Regions from separate parts of the Drosophila melanogaster genome. Here region 2 is linked to region 1. The links are chromatin contacts, called in public targeted proximity ligation maps. All regions are on one chromosome and are shown on one strand. The core of a region is the stretch at or near the end of the contact, and the rest is flanking DNA. Distances in the headings are between cores, read along the strand shown.

Region 1 (4,017 bases), core at 1,394-3,893:
ATGTCCGCCGTGAGCAGCTTTCCTATCGATGCCAAGATGCTGCAGTTCTCCACGGATCAGGTAGGATACTTCTCCCATATATCCTAGACTTTTGCAGACATAAAGTGCTATGAACTTCTTCTTTAGATCCAGTGCATGTGCGAGGCACTGCAGCAGAAGGGCGACATCGAGAAGCTGACCACATTCCTCTGCAGCCTGCCGCCCAGCGAGTTCTTCAAGACCAACGAGAGTGTCCTGCGGGCCCGCGCCATGGTGGCCTACAATCTGGGCCAGTTCCACGAGCTGTACAACCTGCTGGAGACGCACTGCTTTTCGATCAAGTACCACGTGGACCTGCAGAACCTCTGGTTCAAGGCCCACTACAAGGAGGCCGAGAAGGTGCGTGGCCGACCACTGGGCGCCGTGGACAAGTACCGTCTGCGCAAGAAGTATCCCCTGCCCAAGACGATCTGGGATGGCGAGGAGACGGTCTACTGCTTCAAGGAGAAGTCGCGCAACGCTCTCAAGGACTGCTACCTGACCAACCGATATCCCACCCCCGACGAGAAGAAGACGCTGGCCAAGAAGACCGGGCTCACGCTCACCCAGGTCTCCAACTGGTTCAAGAATCGTCGACAGCGGGATCGCACGCCCCAGCAAAGACCGTGAGTTGAAATCATAGATTCTCATGTCCTCATCCATAAAATCCACTATATAACTTATCCTTTTAACTATAACCCACATCCTATCTTGAACACATAAAATAGAATTTTATTTTAAGAACTGAAAATCGTCAAAGAATCAATCAAAAGATTAGTTGTAATTAGAGATTATTGACTATTTCCTAAAAAACAACTTTGAAAAGAGCTAATACCATTTGAAGTGTAGTTAGATTCTCTTCACATTTCTTTTGAACTTGGGCCAACCAAGTTCGTTAGGAGGGGAATCTAGGGCGGCATGGTAATTTCCACTTCCTCATAACTCGTAAAACAATTCATTCAACACTTGAGCGTGTTGCGCCCCAGAACCAAACTCCGAAATCCGAAATGCGAACGAATATAATCAATTGTTCTGGAATTGGCATTAAAAATCGTTTGTAAGTGACCGTTCCGTACGGCACTTGTGCCTCCAGGCCGCCCACTTGAGCGTGTTTTATGTCCAATTTCGGCCGGCTCCTTGCACGGTCCTCTGCATATTTATAGAGCCCAGGGACTCGGGACGTGCCCGACTCCTAACGCAGCGCATGCGTGTAGCATGTGCCCCTCATCCTCCTCACCATTCCCATTCTCCTCCTCCGCCCGCATCCCGCTGTTTGATCGCATCGCCTCTACAGGGCGTCAAATTGCAGCACATACCACACCCGAGCTCACAAGTGGAGTAAATGTGTTCTTTTTAGCTGCTCGAAAACTCACAGTCGCACTTCCATGACTAGAACCATTTGGAAAACGCAGAGCGATCTTAAAAAATGGAGTCATGCTTCACTTACATTGATAATTGTTAAGGGAATTTTAGGGGGATTCCATAGATAGTTCCACTGCCTGAAACTAAAACATATATTTATATATAGTAACTCTATATTTTAAGTGCTATGTTATAAATATATTTAAAAAACTAATTGTTTGATTTTAGGGACATCATGTCGGTGCTGCCCGTGGGCCAACTGGATGGCAATGGATTCCCGCGCATGTTCAATGCTCCAAGCTATTATCCCGAAACGATTTTCAATGGGCAATAAACTGCGATGTGAGGAGGCTGTTTTTGTGTAAATAAAGTGTAATGCGTTTGTATGTTAGGACACAGGCAACTGGAAAGTGGCCATCAAATGGCCATCTTTGTTAGCTCTAGAATTAACCAATTTTTGCTTTATGTACTGTATAACTCGAATAATAAACAAATGACATTAGATCAACAAATGAATTTGTGTGCATTTTATTTGGGAAATTTGGGTTATGTAAAAGAAAAATAATTTATATCCACTGTCGCTGAAAATCATATGGAAAATCAATATGGATAATTTCTCTTAGCTATAATTTTTATGGGCTAATCAAATGGAAAATGCTGGCCTACGAATAAAAGGGATATAATATAGGTAAGCCAGAGACAATATGTTCATATAGTGATTATATGTTAATATATATGTTGGTTAAACGCTAGTTTCTTTTCCTTTGCCCTAATCATTATTTTTGTAAAAACTAATACAAACAATTGGCCAAACTAGTCATTTGCGCTAACCGAATCTTAAAACTTAACACTAAAATCATATTTAAAATTTATGTACCACATATTTCAACGCAACACATTTTAATCTGCGTTACGCCATGAAATATAGACATTTTTAAGAAGAGAAAATTTAAGAAAATTAGGAAATAAAGAATCCTAAATCAAGTTCCACAGCACAAGTTCCAAGTCTGGTCTCAAAAAAATATATATATTAGATAGTAAAAATCATTATATAACACATGAATATTTTTGTGCTTGGACTTTTTGTTTATTATGAAAATTTCGGTGTAAAAAAATTTTGCAAATGCAAAATAGTAACGTTGAAAAGAACTTTTAGCAAGCAATACGGTAAACGGATCAAAATAAGATTGTTTAAAACCACTGAAGTATTGGCGCCATTCGCGGCCGATAGCTCTTACTGTGGCAGCAGCGATAGTGACATCCCTGAAAGCCTATCGAAAAACCATCAAAGAAAGACATGTCACACAAAATAAGCGAATATTTCGCAAATGATCCGCCCAGTTTCTTCGATGAGCTGGCCAGCAAACCCAAGGGCAACAACTTGTCAACAGAAGGGAGTTCCAGCAGCGCCAGTAGCACCAGTTCCGCCCCAAACATGATGTCCAACACCTTCGTCGGGTTCTTCCAACCTCCTGAATATGTTGAGACACCTGAGGCAGGAGAGGATTCTATAAAAGTCGGTGACGACGTAAGAAATCTGTGGGAGTTGCCGCGGGAAAACGAGCCCGGTAAACTTATTATGCCGGGCATCCATCTGCAAACTGACTTGGTGCGTATAGAATGCTTCTATACTTCTTTTTAAAGGTAATGACACTTTTACTTACTGACACTTTATGACTGTTCCAGGCAGATCCCATCAGCGTGGCGGTGACTCAACACCTCGGAGAGGCCGAGTTGTCCTACCGCAAGATCCTTCGCGTCGATGATGTCACCCAGGACGAGCGCGGCTTGAGAACACTAATCCACGCCGGTTGCTATCGCACTGCCGTGAATCTTACGGGCCGTCTTCTGACCATTTACGGTCAGGGTTACGGGCGATCTGGTCAGCCAGCAAAGCATTCGCCCCACTCCCTGCAACTGTGGTTCACGCGCCTCGCGCTGCTTGCCAAGTTGGGCGAGTTTGAGCTGCTGAATGCCGAGGCAGAACCTTTTGGCCAACTTACCAGCCCCGATGTCTTCTACGACTTCTATCCGGAGATGTACAACGGGAAAAGTGGATCCATAGCCTGTTTTTCCTTCCGGCTCTTGCTTGCAGAGCTGCCCATATATCTGGGTAAACCCCATGTCGCCCTGGACAGACTTTCAGAACTTCATGTGACCACGCGGGAAATCAAGGAGCACTATTTAAGTCTGCACAACAAGGCGGCAGAGGAGTTTTGGCAAAGGCGATGCGAACGGGTTTTGCATTCAATCATCAACTGTGGATTGATGGTACGTTCAAGAAAACTTAACTGTAGTTTAAATGAGTGTAACATTGCCCATTTAATTCTTGCAGATGAAGAAATTCAGTATGATAGACGACATAATGGAGGGAACGCTTTTAAAGCGCTCCAACCTGAGCAAGGAGGATCGGCGATCCTTGTACTCCGCTTGGGGCCGCATTTATCTGCAAATTGGTGACATATTTGGAGCGGAGCAGAAGATTGCCGTCTCGAGGAGATTAAGGGAGATGTAAGGCCCTACTCTAACCAACGCTATTTTCAGTTCAATGATATGCTTTGTTGTAGAAACTCCGCGCCTGATCTCAGAGACTTGGTCGATAAGGGATTAATAGCTGTGGCCAAGAACGACTTTCCC
Region 2 (3,580 bases), core at 362-2,861, 160 kb before region 1:
GCCGCTACCACCGTCTCTGCACCGGTAGAAAAATCATACTGACATAATAATAAACTAATAAAAATAATTAAAACACTGTGAAGGCCAATTGATTTTGCTTGCTCATTTGGGTACACACAATGGCCACTTAAGTTAAACAGTTTTAAAGCCCCTGGGTAATTGTCGATGGTTCTAAATTTATGCTAAGCTTTTGTATTTAAAGGGCTCAGTCTTAAATAATCTAAAACATTAAACTATTAAGGGTTGGATAGATTTTTCAGCTGACACAAGGCGATAAAAGTTTACATTTTTATGCTGTTCTCTTACCGAATTAAATACGAATTCACTATTTTCTTGCAGTGCTCCGCCGACTCTGCTTAATGCAATTCAGGCGAAAGGCGCACAAAGGGACAGCGAACAAGATGCCGAGTTGCTGATTGTGCGGGCAGCGCAGTCGACGCGGGCAGAGGTGTCCGCAAAAGCTTTTGTCGCCGCCACAAACATGGAATATGACAAGCTGGTGAGGAGTAGGATGGGATTCGGATTGGGATGGAATGGGATCGAGCTGAATGGGCTGAGAGCAGCAAGAGGAGGAGGAACGGGAAGATACTGCTGGATGGTGCCTGGCATGCAAAGCATTGTCAAGTGGGGAGCAGGCCAAGTGCTACACAAAAACCGAGCGACAAAGAAACGTCGCAGAACGCTGCCGACGCACGTGAGATGTGGATGCATTTGATGCACGGAGCGAGAAAGGGATGTAGAAATTAGTAGTTTGAAATTATTGTAAAAGAATTCTTCTGTTTGTATTTTTTAGTTAAATTAATTACTTATCCATAAATACACTGTCTAACTATTTCTAAGCCACTTAAAGGTATAATATAATCTGAAAAGACCTCTCTATTTGAAATAAAATTTCAATGGTAAATAGAGGAGCGGCTCTTGAATGTTTAAATAAAGTTTAATGCTTGCACTTTTTGTTCCAAGTGCATGATTTAAGAGTGTGTAGGCTTCCCTGTGTGGGCAGGGTAGGGAAGCCAGGCGAAAGAGCGATGGAGAGAGCGAGAGACAATGGCGACAATAAAAATGCGATCGCACAACATGCTCCACAGATAAGTTAACGCAAAGTGACAACGTACAACTTTTAATGGAATTGTCGTCGCCGACGGTGGGCGGTGGGGCGTGGCAGGGTAGTCAGGAGGGGAGTGGGGGTATATATGACATAGCCAAGAAGTCACCGCATTTGGAGCGCTGCCAAGTCAGTTGAACTATGTTTACTTTAAGGATACGGCCGCCACCTGGAAAAGGGACCTTCAAAGGCTGCCTTACACGATTCCGAATCCCCGATTCCGATCAGAAGTGGGCTGAGTGGGGGTCGACACACGAGCACATGAAAATTGCCTTCGGCAGCTACTGTGGCACAAGCTAAAGAGAGAGGATGAGAGCGAGCGCGATCGAAGAGAGAGCGCCAGCTGCTCCCATTGGAGCAGCTAACGTTTCCAATTGGACCAGCTCAAAGGGAATTCTCTCTCTCTCTTTCTCTCTCGCTACTCTCACCGCTTACTGGTCTTTCTGGTTTTTGTTTTGTTTACGATTTTCGCTGGAAGAAGAGAAGAGTAGATCGCGCTACCACAATCAGTTGCTTTTCAAGCTTGCCACAAGCAAGACGTCAGTGCGCGCGTGCTGCGATATCGAAATCGAAATAAACTTAAAAGATATCGTAATTTCAGAAATCGAGCAGAATTCATACGATCCAGGAAAAGAACCAGCTAATATTGGAATATAAAACCTACCCAGTGATCAAATCGGCGGTGCTTCAATGTGCGCGTAGTGGTCCGTAACCGTATGATGAGCCTGACTGTGCTCTCGCCACCGCAACGTTTTAAGCGAATCCTGCAAGCCATGATGTTAGCCGTCGCCGTCGTCTATATGACCCTACTGCTCTACCAGAGCGCCTACGGATATCCGGGCATCCAAGTGAGTTGCGAGTTCGAGTGGGCGACATAATCCAGCTTGCGTGGGTGTTGTTAGCGCTGCGAAACTGTCAAACGTGTGTGCTCCGCACTGATCTGCATAAGTTGCAAAGCTGCAAAGGCCAGGCAATTTGCATTATCCCCCTTTGATTCCGATCCCGATCGACGTCGACTCGTGCACTTTCATAAATCAACGCCGGCGACTTGAGTTTTGCAGCTGCGGCTTTGGCCGTTAAAAAAACCTTTTACGCCCTTGCCTTGCATATAAAACAGTTTCGGTGCTTGGCTTTTTGCGCTTTTATACCCTAATAGGGGGTATCATAATTGAACACAAATTTCGGCGAGGAAGCGTTTTAAAAGGATATACCCTACGATTGGTGATTGGATGGGGATCGGTATCACGGGGAATTCATTTGGAACTAAGGACTTGATTGCTTTAGAAATTGTGCAGAAGTTTATGTAGAGGTAGTGCCTAGCTTAGTGGTTTGTTTCAAAAATGGAAATATGATCCTGAATTTATTTGTTTTTTTTTTTTACAATTAAGCTTATATTTGATTGATTTAAGGACAAGAGAATGTAATTCTGTTAAAGTTGATGTTCAAAGATCGGCTCGCATTATCGAGACATTATTAAAATCCTAAAATCATACCATTAGGCACTTGGAATATATTTTTGAAAATCACCAATACTTTCCAATTCCCACAAGAGTATTCCCAGTTTCGATTACCGAAGATCCAGTCAACCGTTCCTGAATTTCTTGGTTTGCCGTCGGCAGAGCGTCGCCAAAGCTTTCAGTTGCCTGATTCCAGGGCCTGTCAGGGTTCTGAGCCCTGTCTGCTCTGCCCATTTATTATTGTTCTCTTCTTACTCTTGATTTTTGCATAAATTTTTGTGTAATAAAATATTGTGTGCTAATATTACCAAGGTGTGCGCTGCGAGGGGGGATCTCATGGAGGTGAATCTCAATGGACTCGTCCAGTGGAAAACCTTGTCAGTTGCATCACAGATAACAAATAGTTGAGGTCCGTGGGAATGGCCTTAGTTAGCCTCCTATTGCATTGCAAACACTTTTTGGCAGGGTTTTATGCGAACAGGCTATTTTTAGAACCCTTGAAATTCGAACTATGTGTCCACCTTCTAGGATTATCATATTTTAAAAACTTTAAATGAAACGACGCCATAAGAAAATAGTGCACATATTTTTAATCAGTTGCATATACAGATTCCTCAAAGTTTTCTTCCAACATTTCTTTATATAGTTCGATTTTTGTTAAATGAACCCTACTGCTGTAGTTATACCTTCAACTGTTACAGCTCCCTAACTAAGGCTTACAAATTTCATAATATTAGTGATTCGAGCCGCTGGCAATAGAGTTAAGAGCTCATAATTGAATCAGCTGCAGCATCCTCAAAAATATCCATGTAATCCCCTTGCCCTTCACCACCTTCCGGCTTCTCAATTTGCAACTCAATTGCCCAACTTCGAGGCTTCGAGGCGAGTTTGTGGAGGCTCCCCTGTAATGTTTTCGCATGCTGCTGCTAGTGTAATTAAAAACTTTATGTTGTTTTAATTCGGACAATGCTGTTGACGTTGTGGCTCTTCCAGTTGCTCTACTCTTTTTTTTATTTTT

Evidence for each region.
Region 2: a targeted proximity ligation map of the Kc167 cell line shows a contact between it and region 1, with 2.5 times the contacts expected there. A contact is called at or near these places in 2 of 107 Hi-C or Micro-C datasets (the Clone 8 cell line and the S2 cell line) and 1 of 7 datasets of targeted methods (the Kc167 cell line).

What each region holds. Positions count from the first base shown.
Region 1 is chr3L:20,786,763-20,790,779 of dm6, reverse strand. CG11396 reads left to right here and starts at 2,643. Exons shown (of 4, transcript NM_140998.3): 1 at 2,643-2,989; 2 at 3,067-3,651; 3 at 3,716-3,891; 4 at 3,948-4,017. The coding sequence starts at 2,678. It overlaps Six4 (Six4,), which reads left to right. Exons shown (of 4, transcript NM_140999.3): 2 at 1-60; 3 at 127-644; 4 at 1,609-1,894. The coding sequence ends at 1,714. It also overlaps asRNA:CR46484.
Region 2 is chr3L:20,947,543-20,951,122 of dm6, reverse strand. fng (fringe) reads left to right here and starts at 1,611. Exons shown (of 7, transcript NM_079467.3): 1 at 1,611-1,953. The coding sequence starts at 1,822. It overlaps lncRNA:CR45243 (long non-coding RNA:CR45243), which reads left to right and starts at 340. Exons shown (of 1, transcript NR_125030.1): 1 at 340-764.